2 separate regions of the Bos taurus genome follow, and region 2 is linked to region 1. Evidence: chromatin contacts called from public Hi-C data. All regions are on one chromosome and are shown on one strand. The core of a region is the stretch at or near the end of the contact, and the rest is flanking DNA. Distances in the headings are between cores, read along the strand shown. Region 1 holds the start of DLX3 (distal-less homeobox 3). Region 2 holds the start of TAC4 (tachykinin precursor 4).

What was found. A called contact is a pair of places that touch in the nucleus more often than the background predicts.
Region 2: a Hi-C map of blastocyst shows a contact between it and region 1, with 5 times the contacts expected there. The contact joins the promoter of TAC4 here to the promoter of DLX3 in region 1. A contact is called at or near these places in 4 of 11 Hi-C or Micro-C datasets (blastocyst, liver, skeletal muscle and 1 more).

What each region holds. Positions count from the first base shown.
Region 1 is chr19:36,659,208-36,664,577 of ARS-UCD2.0, forward strand. DLX3 (distal-less homeobox 3) reads left to right here and starts at 3,219. Exons shown (of 3, transcript NM_001081622.1): 1 at 3,219-3,752; 2 at 4,787-4,977. The coding sequence starts at 3,428.
Region 2 is chr19:36,789,209-36,794,578 of ARS-UCD2.0, forward strand. TAC4 (tachykinin precursor 4) reads left to right here and starts at 2,881. Exons shown (of 5, transcript XM_059878513.1): 1 at 2,881-5,370. LOC104975064 (a long non-coding RNA gene) reads right to left here and starts at 2,618. Exons shown (of 3, transcript XR_003030886.2): 1 at 1-2,618.

The DNA of each region.
Region 1 (5,370 bases), core at 1,969-4,468:
ATGGGGGGACACTGCAGGTGGCCTGCTTCCCAAGTCTACCGGAGTGCAGCTGGACACGCCTCCTCGCAATGACCACTAGGTGGCGCCAGCTCACCAGACAATGAAGAGAACAGGAGCTGGCTGACTCACCCTCTCTGGCTCACCCTCTGGCTGGGTCCTTCCTGCGTTCCTTCCCTCAGACCTGGCACTCTGTAAATCCAGCTGCTCTGGCAGTGCCCAGGTGGCATAATATCTGGGCTGTAAGGAATCGCTTGCTTCAACAGAGAACATGTTCTCGTACCAGAGAGAGGGTGTTCGATGGACTCCAAGGCATTGGCCAGCACTGCCCCTTCTCCCTCCTGCCAGCCTCCCAGAGGCATCAGACTGTCTGCCCTCCATCACCCCTCCACCAGGGGCAGGACTATGCCCGGGCTGACACCTGCTCATCTTGTTGGCTCAGATGAGGCGCAATGGGTGGCACTGGTCCCACTGAATCCTCTGGCAACCTCACCACCCTGAGCTGGCAGGTGCCTGCCCAGGGGCTGGTGGCTCCAGTCTTGCTGGCCTGACGGGCCCCTTTGGGGCCACATGGCCTCATCTGGGAAGCTGCTCCTATCCTGGAGTGGGACAGCTTGATGCCAGAGCCTGCCCCAGGCTGCCCCTTTCCCTAACCCTGCAAGCGTACCCAACTGAGATGATTCAGCCCCTCTCCAGTATTAGGGAGTCCTAGTTATTCATTCATCAAACATGTATTGAGTGCTGACGTTGTGTGTGTGCCAGGACCTGCCCTTGGTATCTAGAACATAGTAGTGAACTAAACAGATACGATCCCTGGTGTCCTGGAGCACAGAGGGCAATGAGGGGTCAGATGCTAACTTCACATTACCAAACAATTATTTAATTGCTCTCTTCAGTCCCTAATGCTGCAATTTAAATCTGCTTTTAGAACTCTTACATTTTCATAGCAGAATGCAGCATAGAAATTATCCTAACGTAACCCACCATCACCACCACCTTTTCATGATTCCAGGATTCCGAGCTCCCAACCCACTGCTCCTTCACTTTACTTAGGAGTGCCAGAAGGAGGGAAGGGAGTGAGGCTTCACTGAGTACCGCGTGAGTAAGGTAGACTTCCTTCTGTCTCTGCATTACTTGGCGTTTCTCTGTCTCAGTTGACGGGTGAATGAATGAATGAATGAACCCCCAAGAAGGGGCTTATCCAACTCTGGAGGGCTGGGGGCTCCAAAGCAGGCCCTGCCTGCCTCCCCCGCTTCCATTCTGGGAGGGAGGGCCGGCCCCGCCCAGTGCCCTTCCTGCCCCTAGCGCCGCGGGCTCTCCAGGCGCCCTCTTGGCACCAGAACAGAGGGCATCCAGAGCGGGTGGTAACTCGCCCCGCCACGGGCTCGGAGCGGCCGGCGATAGGCGCTGGGGGGACGCGGAGATAGACAGATAGCGCTCCCCAGGCCCAGCCCCCGCCCCCACCTTTCCCACGCCGCGGCCTCTCCACTTGGGCCTGGCAGGCACTCCTGCCCCTTGCACCCCGGACTGTGGCTTTCTGTCTTCGCCAACGGCAGCTCTCAAAGCCCTGAGAACCCTGACAGCCTACCCTGGCGGTCTGGCTTTGGAAAGGGGCACAGAGCCCCTTCCAAAGCTTTCTTCTAAAGCAAGCTTCTCCACCGGACAGAGTCTACGAAAGAGACCCCTCCTCCGGGCTGGGCAAGACTTGGGGATGCTGGAGGGCCAAAGACTGACCAGAAGGTGGCGCGCTGGCACTATGCGTCCTGGGACAAGTTAGCCGAGTCAGGCGGCGGAAGAGGACGGGAGAAATGACCGCGGAGCCCTATGTGAAGGTTGTATGCAACTAGGAACTGATATTTGGAAGAGACTCCTTCTCCCCCCAACCAAGAAAGGCGGAGAACAGAATCGAAAGTGGAATGGATAAATGAGCTAAAGCTTTGGGAGCAGTTTGGATGACTTAGAAAGCTGGCCTTGTAGGCCAGACAGAACTAGGAGGTGGGAGTCCCCAGGGAGGAGAGCCTCTTTCTTGGGGGGGACAGGGTTCAGTGGGCCATCATGGTTCTCAACTACTTGAGGTTGGGAAGGTGCTGAGAGTTTTATGTGCATCTGTATACAACTACAAATTCACACGCAGACACCCCATCCCGTGGTCCTCCACTCACACTGCTTTCAGACTCCCATATACACTGGCTCACTCTCTCACATGCACACTCCTGCACTCATGTGCATTCTTTGTACGAACATGGACTCTGTATGTGCTGCAGAACACATGAAATCCCCACATCACACACCCCTGGTCTCTAAAAATGCTCACTCTGTCTGGGTATGAGAAGTCCCAGAAACACAGAATCTGCCCCCAAACTTACTGAAGCACAGAGAGCCAGCCTGTGTCCCACCCATCTTCATGGGGACCATGTTCTTTCCCACAAGCCTAGGTCATCTCTGAAACTTTTGGAGACAAATTTAACATCACTACACACAGGCTGTGCACCTCCTGGAGCTTCCCTGGACCCAGTGATGACTTTTTTAGGCCTGATGCACTTTTGTCTGATGGACCCCTTCATTCATTAAAAACATTTTTTAAAGTTACCTTTTGTGATTGCATTGCTGTAAAAATGATATAGTAATATATATTCAAACTTTTTCTTTAACCTATTTTTTTTTTCTTTCTTCTAATTAAAAAAAGAAAAAACTAGAACATTTTCATGAGCCTGGGTCCTGCCACTTTGGGCATGTTTGCCTGTCATTTGCCCCGCCACCCCACACACCTTTAACCACCTACCTCACAGACACCCAGCGGCCAAATTCCCCTCCTCTATGGCACCTGAGCCCACCTTCCACTCACAGGCAGAGAGACAGACAGACGGACAGACCTGGGGACTCTTGCAAAGATACCCTTGTCCCACTCTTTCCTCCAGGAACACCGAGGGGTTATCTGGGCTGGGGAAGGGATCCACAGGAGGAGGAACAGAGGGGTCTGTGTGAGTGTGTGTGAGAGAGAGAGTGTGTGTATGACTGTGCGTGTGTGTGAGTGTGTGTGTTTGTGTGTTGAGTAACAACAAAGAATGAGAGAGAGAGAAACGAAAGAGCGCAAGAGCATGTTTTGCCTGGAAGGCAAGACTTGCAGCCAATCAGAGCGCTGGGGCCTCCCTCTGCGACTCCACTATTGAGTCTATAACCGGCTGGCCGGGCGGAGCTGGCAGCATTTGACTGTGGCTTGGGACGCGACGAGAGGCGCGCCGCGACCGCCCGAAGACCCGCGATGGTCTAAGCGCCCCTCGACCGACCCTCCCCAGAGACGCTGCCGGGAACCCTCCCCCTCGCCCTCCGGACACACAACCCCGCCTCGTCTCCTCCGCCTCCCCCGAGCTCCTGCCCGCTTCGGCGTTCCGGCTGAGGCCAGCCCGGGGGTGGTACGGCGCCCGCCAGGATGAGTGGCTCCTTCGATCGCAAGCTCAGCAGCATCCTCACCGACATCTCCAGCTCGCTCAGCTGCCATGCGGGTTCCAAGGACTCGCCCACCTTGCCCGAGTCTTCCGTCACTGACCTGGGCTACTACAGCGCTCCCCAGCACGACTACTACTCGGGCCAGCCCTATGGCCAGACCGTAAACCCCTACACCTACCACCACCAGTTCAATCTCAACGGGCTTGGAGGCACAGGCGCTTATTCGCCCAAGTCGGAATATACCTACGGAACCTCCTACCGGCAATATGGAGCCTACCGGGAGCAGCCGCTGCCCGCTCAGGACCCAGGTGAGGACCGCGGGGTCGCTGAGAATGGGAGGCACTGGGAGGTTCCCGAGAGAGAGGAATTGGAGCCAGAATCTAGGGGAGCGTCCCGGCTAAGAAATGTACTGTCTGAAGTTAGAGACGGTGAGCTAGATGACCCCAGAGTGGACGGACGACCTTCCAGTCCAGAAACTGGTCGCCTTTGGGGCGTGGTGCACGCGGGACGCCGCGGTCGGTCCCGGGTGAGGATCCGGGTGAGCGAGGCGGAGAAGGAGAGGGCCCTGGACAGTCAGAGAGCCTCCGGATCCAGGTGCTTTCCCGGCACTTCAGCAAGCGGTTCTCCATCGGGCTCCGGGCAGGCGGCAGGCGCTGGGAGTTCTGCGACCGCAGTTTGGAACTGGGCTGGGGAGGGGGAGAAAGATGAGGGGGACACGGAGAAAGACCCCTCAGAATTCCGGAAACAGGGAGGGAAGCAGCAATTGAGAGTGAAGAAACGGGGGCAAAAAGAAAAATGGAGGCATAAAAATATGTTTTTATAAAATATAAAATATTTTTATTTATAAAGTGGAGGCATAAAAATGGAGAGACAAAGTGAAAGAAAAGACAGAAGAAAGGATCTGAGGAAAGGGCGAAGGAAAAGGAAGTCTGATGTGTCCGCAACTTTTTCTGAAATCTAAAATTATTCTGAAAAGAAAAGGTCTAAAAAACAAACAAAAAAAAAAGAGCGAGAGAAGTGACCGACGGCGAGGTCCTGTGAGAGGGCGGCGAGCAGGCGGGTGGCAGGGACTGAGGGGAGCGAGGCGGCGGCAGTGCGCGTCCAGGGGTGGCTGGCGCCGGGACCCGGGGAGCTAGGAGCCCGGGAGCGCAGCGTCGTGGGCGGCCGCCGGCCAGGCTCTGCGGCCGCAGCTCCCTCCCGGGGCGCTGGCGGCGGAGAGCGCCGCCAGGAAGTCCCGGGACGAGTCGGTGGGCCGGAGGGTGGGGGCTCCCGCGGGGCTCCGGAGGGCGACGGTGTCTTTGGCCGAGGCTGAGTCGCCCACCTCCCGGTGCGTTGCCTGCAGTGTCCGTGAAGGAGGAGCCGGAAGCTGAGGTGCGCATGGTGAACGGGAAGCCCAAGAAGGTCCGAAAGCCGCGCACGATCTACTCCAGTTACCAGTTGGCCGCCCTGCAGCGCCGCTTCCAGAAGGCCCAGTACCTGGCTCTGCCCGAGCGCGCGGAGCTGGCCGCGCAGCTGGGCCTCACTCAGACGCAGGTCAGTGGTGGGCGGTCGAAGGCCGTGAGGACTCGGTGGGGTCCTGCGGGACCCCGGGATACCCCAGGCACCGCTGAGCCTGGATGGCTTAATAAGTTGCCTGCAGGCCCTTGAAACCCTTGTCTGTGGGTAGAAGGACCCCCAGATCTCAAACTCGGTTGAAGTTTGTGCATTAGCACGTGTACAGGTGTGCATATTTGTGAATCATGCGACTGAGTGTGGACTGAGTGCGTCTATCAGAAGGAGAGGTATCCTCCCTCTACCCCAGAATCCCCAGCTTCCACAGGCTCCCAGCAGCGTTGGTCACTGCTAGGAGTCCGCATCATGCTCCCCACCACCTCACCCCACCACCCCAGGCTAGGTGTGTGTGAGGGCTGTACATACATGTATATT
Region 2 (5,370 bases), core at 1,631-4,130, 130 kb after region 1:
CTTTACCTACTTCTCTATCTCAAAATTTACCACCATGACCACCTATGTGTATTCTGCCAGCCCTTTTTCTAGGCATTAACATATGCATATTTGAGGTGAGGAGGATTTGGGAACCCATGAAGGGGAAAAAACACAATCCCACATAACTCCTTTGTTCTAAAACCTTCAGTAACTCCAGTGTCTGCTGGATAAAAGCCACACTCCCCATTCTGGCACTCAGGGCCTCGTGTCTCAGTTCCCCAGTCCTCAGGCAGCCTGTACAGGGTCTTACTGAACCAGCGTTCCTCTGAGAGCCCACGTGTTCCAGACCTCGGTCAGAGAGAGCAGGACAGGGGTCAATCCTGAGTCTCATGCCCCGCCCGCACTAGCCAAGTTAGCCCGCTCATGGGTGCCACTTCCACTTCTGAGAGGCTGGCTCCAGTGTCCTCCCTGACTTGAGAAACAAACTGCTCTGCAGACAGTGGGGTCTGGAGGCCTCACTTGGTAGACAAAGGATGGTGCATTATAATTATGTTTTCACTTAGCAGTTCACTTCTCTGCCACACTCGCTAACTAAGATCCAGGAAGAAAATGCCAATTGGATTCATGAGCTTCGCCTCTCCCACTAATGGGGTCAGGCTCTGGCGGCCATTATTGCACAGAGGCTCCGGGAGAAGCAAACACACAGGCGAGACTTCACCGCCACTTATGAGGCAAGGGCTGCGCAGAACCCACATTCCCTAATGTGGGGGATCGACATACCTCCCTCAGCATCCAGGCCTGAAGCTTCTGAACCCTGACTTTAAGGCCGGGCACACTGAAACTTGTCGGAGAGACCTAGCCACAGGGAGTTCCTAGTCTGAGAGAAACCCAGTTCCTGTCCTTAGGAAACTCTTGACCTGACGACAAACTATCAGGGAATGCCGGAAATGACTTTCTTTAACCTGGCTTTCCTGTAAAATAGGGATGAGAGTTATTGTTTAACTATAGTATTAATGGCAATCATAATAGCCACCATTTACTAAGGCCTACAATGTGCCTGATGCTTCATGAAGTTCTTTTATGCACTATCTCATGTAAACATCTCTACAACCTTTTGAAGTAAGTATATTATTATTCCTATTTTATGGTGAAGGTCAGAAAGGTTAGATGTCTGAGTTTACACACTGTTAAGTGATGGGGTCAGAATTCAAACCCGGAGTCATCTTAGACACTACACTTTGCTTCTACTCTTTTTTTTTTCCCCTAATAAAAGTCTTTTTTCTTCAATTAATTTGCTTCTCTTGACTTCTACCCTTCTTGTAGATAAACACCGCCCCCCCCTCCCAGCCACTGTGCACATTTGTCTTTCCTCATAGAATTTAATTGTGAAAAAGATGTGGGTAGGTGGGGGCCAGGGACCTGGGGAGAAAGGTGATGGAGAAGGGAGATGGAATAAGAAGTCCCAGGGCCATAGGCCTGGGCCAAGAAGCACCTTTGATGGTGGGTGAGGGGTCTCATGAAAAGGGCAAGAAAGGAACTGTTTTCAATCATTCTCAGGACGCAAGAATTTCTGGTACTGGGCCACCTATACCTTCAGGCCCTCTCAGAAATCCTTGGGATATTATTGACAGGCAACAAACACCGCCAAATTGTCTGCCATGCCTACACAATGTGTGGGCACAGAGGGTTATGGCTTCATTTGCTCCATCTATAATCCATGTGTAGAGACCCTCTTTTCCGAACCCAAAGTGTTCTGTCTAGGTCAAGTGTCTGAAGTGTGCGTGCATGTGTTCAGTCACTCAGTCGTGTCCTACTCTCTCTGGCCCCATGGACAGGCTCTTTCATCCACAGAATTTTCCAGGCAAGAATACTGGAGTGGGTTGCCATTTCCTACTCCAGGGGACCTTCCCGACCCAGGGATGGAACCTCGTCTCTTGCCATCTCCTGCATTGGTAGGCGGATTCTGAAGTGTACCCATACTGTAACCACACTGTAAACATGGGTAAAGAGGGCCCAGGATTCTTATTCTCTCCCCCAGATACCACTGCCATGGCACTTTCCACACTGTTAAAAATGTTACAATGCTTGTCTGTTTTTTTCAGCTGTGTTGTGGGGCAACTCCCACGTTGTAAGGTCTCATCAAATCCAGAATCAATGGATGAATGCATTAATGTAATCTCAAAGATTCGCAGTGAAACTAAGCCATTGCCGGTGAAAGGGTCCAAGCCCAGGGTGCAAAGATTATTGCCCCAATTCCACACTCCGGGCTACTTGTACCAGGAACCACCCTGCCCCCTCCACTGGAACGACCACGCTGCGCATTCCAGGGAGGCTCGCCTCCTCTGGCGGCCCAGCTTCCCTTTCTCCTCGCGTCTTTCTGTCCAAGGGACAGGCCGTGAGATTAGGACTCAGCTCTGGCCCCTTCCGGATCCGCCAACGCCAAGCTCTAGAAACGCGCGCGCGGAGGTGGGGTGGGCGAGTGGATTGGGCTTCAAAAGGAGCCTCCACATGGGGGCGCTGGAAGGGCGCGGGAGAGACTGAAACAGGGTCTCTGTGGCGTCCTCCGGGCTGGGGAACCCAGAGAGCCAGCGCCCCCGGTCCCCTTCCCGTTCCGGCCCGCCCCGCCCCTGCCCCGGCTTGCGTTTGCGTTCTCAGCCGCAGGGAAAGAGGCCGATCAGGCTCCGGGCTCCGCGGCTTCACAGCTGGACGGCCTCGCCCGAGGCACCCAGCCTCCCCGAGCCGGCCGGTAAAGTGGGGATAGTCTTTCCACCTCCTTTGGACGCAGTCGGCGCTCAGGAAACGTCAGCTTCCTGCCCGCATCCCGCCCTCGGCTCGTGTTTCCCTCTTCCTAGCTGTCCTCCCTCCTGCGTCCTTTCCTCTCTCGGCTCCGCAATCTTAGCCAAACCGCAGCCTTTAACAATCGTGCGCGCCCACCCGGCGCCCGGGCAGCCTCGCCGCGGCCGCGACTCACCTCGCGGCCCGCCCGCCCCCGGCGCTGCCCCCGCCCCAGCCCCGCGCTCTGCCAGCTCCAGAGGCCTCGGCCCGGCTCAGCAGCGGCTCCCCAACCCCCCGCCGGGCCGCGAGGATCGGGCGAGGAGGGACCCGCAGGCCAGGGAAGTGCCCGGGTGGCCGAGGGCACCGGGCGGGGCGGCGGGCTCGGCAGCCCGGCCGAGAGCGCCAGCCTGACCGCAGCCCGAGGGCAAAGCTGCAAATAGCCGCGGTTTCCAGCTGGTGCCCGGCCTCCCTCCCAGCCTTCCGGACCTTCGGGATTTTCTCTCCCTTCTTCCTGCCGCCCTCTCCTCTACCCTGTGACCCCTGCCCCGTCCCCGCTGTGCCCCCACCACACTCTGTCAAACTGGGGCCAGGAGACCAGCGCTAAGGTCCAGGGTTCCAGAGGTAGAATAATCACAAAACTTAAGTTAGGACTAACTCAACTCATGCTATGTGCAAGTCACTGTGCTGAACTCTTTAAGGATGGGCATTCATAAAACACTTACCACCACCAGATGAGGGTTGGCTCCAATTTGCAGATGGAGAAATTGAAGCTCAGAGAGGGCCCTTGGGTCCTAAGGTCACTGGGTTTCAACCTGCAGAATGGGAAGCCATCTCCCCTGTCTACAGGTGAATGCTGTTACTCTGCCTCCAGCCATGGACTGCTTGCTCTTGTGGGAAAGTGGAAAGCAGCTGACCAGGGACCGGGGATGCTAGTCAACCAGTAATTCTCAGTGTAACCTAGACCAAGCCCAACCTGCTGGCTTGTGAAATCCAGTGTCAGTTTCCACGTCTGTAAAGTGAAGGGGCCATTCATCTCTGTACGGAAAAACTTGTTAACAAAAGTGGAGAACCAAAGTGGACTGTAAGTTATTAAGTGCCCTGCCCGTGGGAAAGTTGGCTGGGGGCTGTGTAGATTCAGACCCACAAACTAGGGTTGACTAGGTCAGAAGGGGCTGAGCTGGGGAACCTGCATTTTAGCAAATGCAGGGATTCTGAAGCCATCAGGGTTTTGGGGGGGTTGTTTTCATTTTAGCTGCTCTGTGTCTTCATTGTGGTGCCTGGACTCTCTGTTGCTATATGCTGGCTTCGCTAGTTGTGGCACTCAGACTTTTCTTGTTACGGAGATTGGGCTCTAGAGAGCAGATTCAGTAGTCGTGGCGCGGGCTTAGTTGCCCCAAAGCATGTGGGATCTTAGTTGCTTGACCAGGGATCAAACCCGTGTCCCCTGCATTGGAAGTAGGCTTCTCAACCACTGGACCACCAAGGAAGTCCCTAAACTATCAGGTTGGGATTCACCAAGGAGATTCCTGAAAAGGAGAGAAAGTAACGTGGCCTTGCCTAAACCTCCACATTTGCCCTTATAACATCTCTGCCTTCACTGGCCTGGGCGTGGAGTGATTGCATGTTTCTTAAGGACCCACTGTGTGCCAAGCACGCATATATCACAGCCCCACTCTCAGAGCGCTCGTGGCATAATAGAGCAGCGTGGCAGGGCTGTCTTCAGCCCAACTGACCCTGTGGGAGAAATGGAGCCAGACACCTTCGTGCAGGGGGTGAAGCTTCATGCCAGGCTGTACTGCACAATGAGAGAGCGAGGGCCAGGTTCTGCCTGCACTCCCCCGGTCAGCAGCCTCCTCAGCGCAGGACACGACCTGCTCAGCCTCTGACCACGTCCTGTGCAGAGCTGTGAGAGATATGAGTGGGAGACATTGGGAAAGCCCAGGAAAGGGGCCAGTTAATTCTTGCTGGAGTCAGGAAAGAGAAAAACTCTACTGGGGGTGACCACTAAGCAGACCTTTAACAAGTGGGAGTTTACCACGTGGAAAAGGAAGTCCAGGCAGAGAAACAGCTAAGGACAGTGTGTAGGGGCGGGGAATCTTATCCTGTATGGGAACAGGTGGGGAAGCTGTCTGCAGGCAAGAAATGGGCAGACTGAGGACATGGAGCACAGCCTTCTCTCCCCTCCACCTCTTGCTGGCACAAGCAAACTGAATGCAGCTTATCTGCCAACCAGAGTTCTTCTTTCCTAGAGGCTGTGAGATGCTGTTGGGCAGGGACAGTGCCTTATTCATCTTCTGTCGCCCAGTGCCTCACCCAGCGTCTATAATAGTTAATGGGTATTAAATATTTACCATCATGCACTGTGCTAAGTGCCCCACACGCATTATCTAATTTCATCCTCAAACAACTTTGGAAATACGTGCTATTAATAATCTCATTTTACTGATGAGGATTCTACGTAACATGCCTAAGGTCACACAGCTATTTAGTGAGGGCCCTGGGGATGGAATTCACAGCTCTCCGACCACAGGACCCTTGTTCTATATCTGTTGGACTAAGTGGAGAAGGGCTCTGAATTCCATGCTAGGGAGCTTGAACTTTACACCATGGGCAATGGGGAGACACTGGACGGTT